Linked DNA regions of Mus musculus: region 1 is linked to region 2. A link is a contact called in public Hi-C data. All regions are on one chromosome and are shown on one strand. The core of a region is the stretch at or near the end of the contact, and the rest is flanking DNA. Distances in the headings are between cores, read along the strand shown.

The links. A called contact is a pair of places that touch in the nucleus more often than the background predicts.
Region 1: a Hi-C map of the N1E-115 cell line shows a contact between it and region 2, with 2.6 times the contacts expected there. The contact joins two enhancer-like sites. A contact is called at or near these places in 1 of 39 promoter capture datasets (liver), 20 of 484 Hi-C or Micro-C datasets (8-cell embryo, the Ba/F3 cell line, the HL-1 cell line and 12 more) and 2 of 115 datasets of contacts at active chromatin or transcription factors (embryonic stem cells and neural progenitor cells).

What each region holds. Positions count from the first base shown.
Region 1 is chr10:25,060,603-25,064,272 of GRCm38.p6, reverse strand. No RefSeq gene overlaps it. Among named protein-coding and RNA genes, the nearest start is that of Gm51762, 25 kb to the left of the region's middle. Within about 2 kb of position 2,417, at least 31 of the 459 cell types and tissues checked have an H3K27ac peak or open chromatin away from gene starts, as enhancers often do. A contact at or near this core is called in the HL-1 cell line, the N1E-115 cell line and trophoblast stem cells, where this site is marked.
Region 2 is chr10:24,972,102-24,975,420 of GRCm38.p6, reverse strand. No RefSeq gene overlaps it. Among named protein-coding and RNA genes, the nearest start is that of Gm36228, 14 kb to the right of the region's middle. Within about 2 kb of position 1,855, at least 71 of the 459 cell types and tissues checked have an H3K27ac peak or open chromatin away from gene starts, as enhancers often do. A contact at or near this core is called in the HL-1 cell line, the N1E-115 cell line and trophoblast stem cells, where this site is marked.

The DNA of each region.
Region 1 (3,670 bases), core at 1,168-3,667, 88 kb before region 2:
AGACAAGCTGGAGACAAGTGGAGATGGTTTGGTCATTCAAAGCACCGGCTGCTCTGGCGAGGACCTGGGTTTGGTTCACAGCACCCACTTGGGAGAACTGTCTGTATAGAGAACTAAATGATCTCAGCAGTGTGTGTGTGCATGTGCGTGTGCATGCGCGTGCATGTGTGTGTGTGCATGCACAAGTGCATGTGTGTGTTCATGCATGTGTGTGCATATGTATGTTTGTGCATGTGTATATACATGAGTGTGTGCCTAGATGTGTATGCATATACATATATGTGCATGTGTGTGCATGTAACTTTTCTATTGCTGTGAAGAGACATCATAACCAAGGTAACTTATAACATAAATCGTTTAATTGAGAACTTGCTTACGATTTCAGAGGGTGAGTCCGTGACCACCAGGGTGTGGAGCATGGCAGCAGCAGGCAGACATGGTGCTGGAGCAGTAGCTGAGAGCTTGCATTGTATCCACAAGCAGCAGGTAGAGAGGGGACAAGACTGGACCTGGCAAGGGCTTTTAAAGTCTCAAAGGCCACCCCAGTGACACGCCTTCTCCAACAAGGCCATACTTCCTAATCCTTCCTAAACGCTCCATCAACTAGGAACCAAACATTCAAATATATGAGCCCTGGGGTGTGGGGGCATTCTCATTTAAACCACCACAATATCCTTTTATTTGTATTCATTTATTTTTATTTTAAGAAAAGACAAGATATAGACTAGGAGAAAAAAAATCTTAGTAAAACATGTACTCACTGAAGGACATATCCAAAACACACAAAGAGCTCTTAAAAGTAAATAATAAAAGATAAACACCAAATTCAAAGAGGAGCTACTGATCTGAATAAACACTTCACCGCAGATGGTATCCAGACAGGAAACAAGCAAATGGGTCAGTTTGATGAAAATAAACTCAACTGTGTACGCCAGTGTGATGGCTATTCCCAGTTGTCAACTTGACTACATCCGGAACGAACTACAATCCAGAAATGGAGGGTACATCTGGGATCCAGATCTTGAAGCATAGTGGCCATGAGAAGCTTTGGCCCAGGAAAGGTAATACATGCCTTTAATCCTAGGAGACGGAGGCAAGCAGATCTCCTATTTCAAGGCCAGCTTGGGACAGAGGCAGTTCTAAGCAAAGAACAGCTTAGGTCCAGTTGGGGTGGTCTGGGCTGTACCTTCTGCTGGAGACCTACGTAAGGACATTGGAAGAAGGAACATTCACTCTTCTTCGCCTGCTTGCATTTACTTGCCAGCATCTCTGTTGGAACCTACTTCTCCAGAAGACCAGCTGAAACAACTAGCCTCGGGGACTGAGCAACTACTAGATTCTTGGACTTCCCATTACGGCTGCCCATTGTTGGGTTAGTTGAACTGCAAACTGTAAGTCATTCCAATAAATTCCCTTAATATATAGAAACTTTCCATTAGCTCTGTGACTCTAGATAACCCTGACTAATACAGCCAGTTAGAAAATAGCAAATGTCAAAAATACCACACCTCTTGGAATGGCTAAAATACAAAACACATTACAACATTTCAGAGAAAAATTATGCATTGTTAAAGCATGGTTCCGGCCGGCTGGCCAGCCAGCCAACCAAAAAACATTAAAACTGGAAATAATCAAAACACCTGCACACAAAATCATAGGTCAATACTTGGAAGTATCCTCAAGCCAAAAAAAAAAATATGGAGAAATTGAAACAAATAAATTATAATCTTTTGAAAAAATAGGAATGAATCCTAGCAACAAAATTGGGCTAAAAAGTGAACTACAGACCATAGTGTACACAAAAGTGAGCTACAGATCATAGCGTACACATAGTATACACATAGTGCTCACATAGTGTAGCAACGATAAAATGAACTTTAAAAATATATTTATTCTTTATACTTTACCTAAAACCTTTAGATGTTTGTTGACATGTAGTAGATCTAACTTAAACATGTTTAAAGGTGGGGGGGGGGCGTCTATGTAACTGAAGATAGGAGAGCTGATAAATATGATTTTCCTTAATAAAAGTTCAGCGTCGGGGTTAGCAAGTCTCTCTTGCGTCATTAAGAGATATTCTTCACACAGTCTCAGAAACAAGATGTAGTTAACACAGCTTCTTATTGGATACTGTCTGAACTTGCAAAAGATGCCTTTGCTCAACAAAGTAAGTTGTAGTCTCAAGTAAAATGTAAAAATCACTTATGTCCCAAAATTATAGCTTGTGCTCTGGCAACGTTCACTGTGTACTTCCGTCATCTCTATAAATAGAAGCCAGACCAGGCCCTGGGAAGACAATTACTGTTGTGTGACAGTGACTCAAGCTGGCATTCCGGACACTCACGACACACCCAAACATTCTCAGAAATCCTCGGAGTCCAGGGGCTCAGGGCTTGCCCCTCACTATCTCTATAAAACTGTCATCACACCACTACATACACAGTTCCCATTCAGCATCAGGTCACTTCGAGGTCAGTGCTGTGACTGCCTACATCTGACAGAGGCTAAAGGTGGTCCTGATGAATTTAGGTCCTGGATCCCCACTGTTTCTACAAATCAGAAGACATAAAATGTGTAGCTGTGCAAGACGACAGGAAGCAGGGGCCTCGAAAGAATCGACGTTCCTCCACTCTGTTAGCACAGCTGACTCCTCAGAAGGAGATCAAAGGTCAAAGGCACCCTTTGGAACGTTTCTCATTCACTCCACTTTCTCTTCATGTTTCCCCGAGTCTGAACTTGAACATTCAGTGACTAGCCAACTCCTTATAAAGTGTTATTTACATCATCACGAGTAACTGCCACCCTTAAACAGAGAGTTGTAGTGGGTTGGTCTGATGCTGCTTGTATTCTAATGCAAATACTGGCTTCTCAAGATATGATTTCCTCTAGAGAGTCAATCTCACTATGTGGTGTTATCCAAGTGATGCTATGTGAACATTGCTCTCTAATTTAACTGTCAAATAAAATAAAACACCTGGTTTGTGTGTCTTTTATATGGGCTAGCTAAAATTATAAATCCATACTATGGGGATTTCTATTGCTGCACAACTAATTCAACAAATACACAGTGAACTCCCACAGTAGCTGCAAAGAACAAGACAGAATGCCTCTCTGGTGGGGAAAAGAAGGAATAAGCTTTCATATGTATAAGGCCAGCGTGCTCACTGTATGATGCTTTCTCCCTCCTCAACAGGCTCGCACTCCCTCAGAGCTCAGATATGCCTCACAGTAGGCCTTCAAGAACTTAACCTTGCTGGGTACTGGAACTTCATATTCTCTTACATTACAAACCCCTGTGTTTAAACAAGGCAATGTTTTACTCAAGGAGGAAATGGTTTCTCTAATGCAGCAGTTCTCAACCTGTGGGCCACGGCCCCTTTGAGAGTTGAACGACCCTTTCAGAACAGTAGCAAAATTATAGTTATGAAGTAACAACAAAAATCGTTTTATGTTTGGAGGTCAGCACAACTTGAAAAGCTCTGTTAAAGGGTTGCAGAATTAGGAAGGCTGAGAAGCACTGCTCTACCATAAACCATCTTCACTTCATTGAATTCACAGGTATTTATAGCAAAGTCTAAGGTAGGGGAGAATTTAGTCAGATACTTAAAAAAAAAAAAAGGACAGGCACTCACATTTTATCTGTTGGTATGATGCTTAAAAACAGTCTTTA
Region 2 (3,319 bases), core at 606-3,105:
ATCACATCCAAAGACCTAGGTCTACATGATCCAGTCGGAATGTAGACACACCACACACATTTAATCCCTCTGCCTGGAATACAGCAGGAATACAGCATGCCCATAGTACACTCCTTTAATCCCTAACAGTGAAAGTAAGGTTAATTTGTAGAAGAAAGCAGCCATGCTTGAAAGTGATGTTTAATAAATGGGCAGACAAAGTGACAAATCAAGGAAAGATATGATGGACAGAGTTAAAGATAGTATATGAGACAACTCATGAGAACAGTCAAAAAAGAGAAGCTACTTAAGAGCAGAGCAGAAGGAACACAATCAAGGGACAAAGAGAGACAGAGACAGAGGAGGCAACTTTTACAGATACATGTTATAGACAAAACAAGCTAGACACAGGTGAAAATAGAATGAGCCAGAGAATAAGGAGCCAAAAATTAGAATATATTGTCAAAGTTATTATGAGACCAAGCAGAGCAATTCAGTCAGAAGCTGAGAGAAGCCAGACTGAATCAGTCAACTTAGAGAAGAGTTTTGAGCTATAAGAGCTGAGTTGAACCAGCCAGGCAGAGTTCAGAAAGTTCTAGAAAGGGTGAGTTTATTCAGCAGTAAGCCTCTGAGATGACAATTATATCTGGTGGATAAAGGTTACATTTACAGTCATCTCTGCTAGTCATCTCTGTTGATCTGGGAGGGAGCTAGCATATCACAGAACACCACTGTATTTAACACTCAGCTGTGATTTTCTGTGACTTATTTTTAACATCTCAGAACTTATTTACAGCTGTGTTTTACCTCCTGCCTCGGCCTCCCATCCAGTCGTAATTTGAAGTGAAGCTCTAAATCCATTTTCTCTCCTTTTGACTCTCCTTCACACCCCAGCATGGAAATACGAAACTTATGAGGACAGAGTAGGGAGTCTTGGATTAGTTGGCACGGGAATTCTGCTTTTTTTGCTTAGCAAAGCTCCAAATTCACGAGTGAGATCTATATTTTATTTCTTTTGTGCTATCTAGATCAGTTTTGGTGTGCAAAGTTTTCAAAACTGAGTTGGAGGTGTGAAAAAAGTAAATTGAAAGTACTTCCCTCTTTTTCTGCTCAGCAATCATTTCCGCAGCACAGCAATCAGCAAGCGTTTGATGGTCAGATAGAAACGACCCGTGTGTAAGATCAGCCGGGTGTGGCAAAATTGTTGGAAGTAGATATTGAGTCCGTTTCTTAATTTTTCTCAGTGATTACTATTCTATTCAACTTTCCCCCTGAGGTTCATTTTTAAAATTTCCTCTTCCCCAGAAAAAAATCATCTATTTTACCTGGGTTGGTAAAATGCTAGCCACTTCGAGTGGTCCCTCCACACTGTAATGAATAATTTAATGATGCATAGAGTAAGTCAACCATGAAGGACAGGGAGGACAAAAGGAATACATTTTAATGGCACTTAGGCAGACAGAGCTTGCCCTGACTGCCGGACAAATTGTTTTAAAGCAATTTAGTACTTTCTGACTTCTAGGGGGAAAAAAATTACACATACGGTTGTATCTTAAAAATGAAGTTTGTGAAGTATCTTGTTATGAAATGGTCCCAGCTCTCTGAGCTTCTACCTTATGAGACACAATCTCCTTTGGCCTGAAATAGAGGTAGATTCCCGATGGGCAGAAAAAGTGGTTATTGTCACTGGGGGAGCCAGTGGTTTGCAATTGTGTTTACAATTGAGGGAGAACAAGTGAGATTGAATTAGATGCTTAGCCTTCTGTCTTGGGCCTCAAACGTTTTCTTGGTTTCAGGTTTCGCTGGGATCACACTGTCTGTCTGAATACAAACTCAGGGAAAATAAGGAGTTTCTGGTATTTCCTGTAGTACAGCTGATGATTCATTTGTAGGCATGGCTCTCGGTTGTGCGGATTAGATCATTACTACAGGCTAGAATCTTCTGCTCCTAAAATTCCCTGCACTCTTTGTTTATTCAGACCTTTGCCACACTTATCCATGAGTTTCTCAGGAGACAACCAATTCCTGGGAAACCTGATTAGTTCTCTCTGTGCCTCACCATTTTGACAAAAGACAGGAAAAACATAGGATTCAGAGAGAATACCATGTTAGACAACAGCAGACTTTGCCTGCCCCATGTTACTGTTCATGTTAACATGCTTGGATTGCCTTGGTAAGGAACCCGTGTCTGGGGGTGTTGCCTAAACAGCACAGTGTATTTCCTCACAGTGCACTAAGTTCTGTGCTGAGGCTCTCTGTTGCTTTCTGCCATGACAGGTCAGGACAGACTCTTAATGCTGACTCCTGTGGGAGCAGCATAGCTTCCTGGGATAGCCCTGCCCACTTCCTAGCAACGACCTCCTTACACCTTTCCATGTTACATCACTCGGCATGCATCCTGCTCAGCTCTCACCGAGCACTCTTACATTCCTCACACTGGGCTTGAGGTCAGCCTTCTGAGCCCAAGGTTTTCTAAGAGAGAGCTCACAGACACAGGTACAGAAAACACACTTCCTGCTTGATGAGTCTGGCCCGGCCCTTTTTTTTGTCAGTTGAATCAGTGCACCCTCTGACTCAAATGGCTGCACTATCAGGCCAAACCCCCGATGCCTGTCACCCACAGACTCCCTGCTCGCATCTGCCTTTCATTTACTTAGCTTTGTATACTTGAGTGGTCAGTATCATAGTCGTGACACCACATGTACTTAGAAAGCAGCTGGAATACATCTGCATTTCCCTCTTTCCACAAATTCTGTTGTAGGTATAATTACATGAAAGAAGATGGAGGATTGAAGAAACCAGATAACATTCCAATGTTAACTTTGAGCCTACAAAGAAGTAAGTTTATATTTAGTAGCAAATCCTAGCTATTTAATACCAAATGTATAGAGTACTTAGCCTGAAGGGGCATTCATCAAGTACTTAGTAAGGGGGTACTGAGCTCTCATCCGTTCTACTGTAGAACAACAGCACACAGACCCACAGTTTAAATCCCAAGCCAGCTTGACTCACTGTCATCAAACTGGAGTAACGGCTACTAGGACCCATGAATAAAAAAGAGAGGAACTGAATATTTCTCCAAATAATCACTAATACACTGCCATTGGCTTTGTGCATAACAACACTGAATATTGTCACCATGACAACACATTGTCCTTAGTCATATTCAGACCAGTATGTATATGTCATAAATAGAACATTCATTTTCATTCTATCCAATCGTGTCTTTACTTTTAATAAGAGAAATTATAAAGGACTTATTAGCTTTTTGCTCTGAAACGCATGAATTTAAGGAAGTTCTTATTCAATAAGTAACATAACCACAAGAGGAGTACAAATT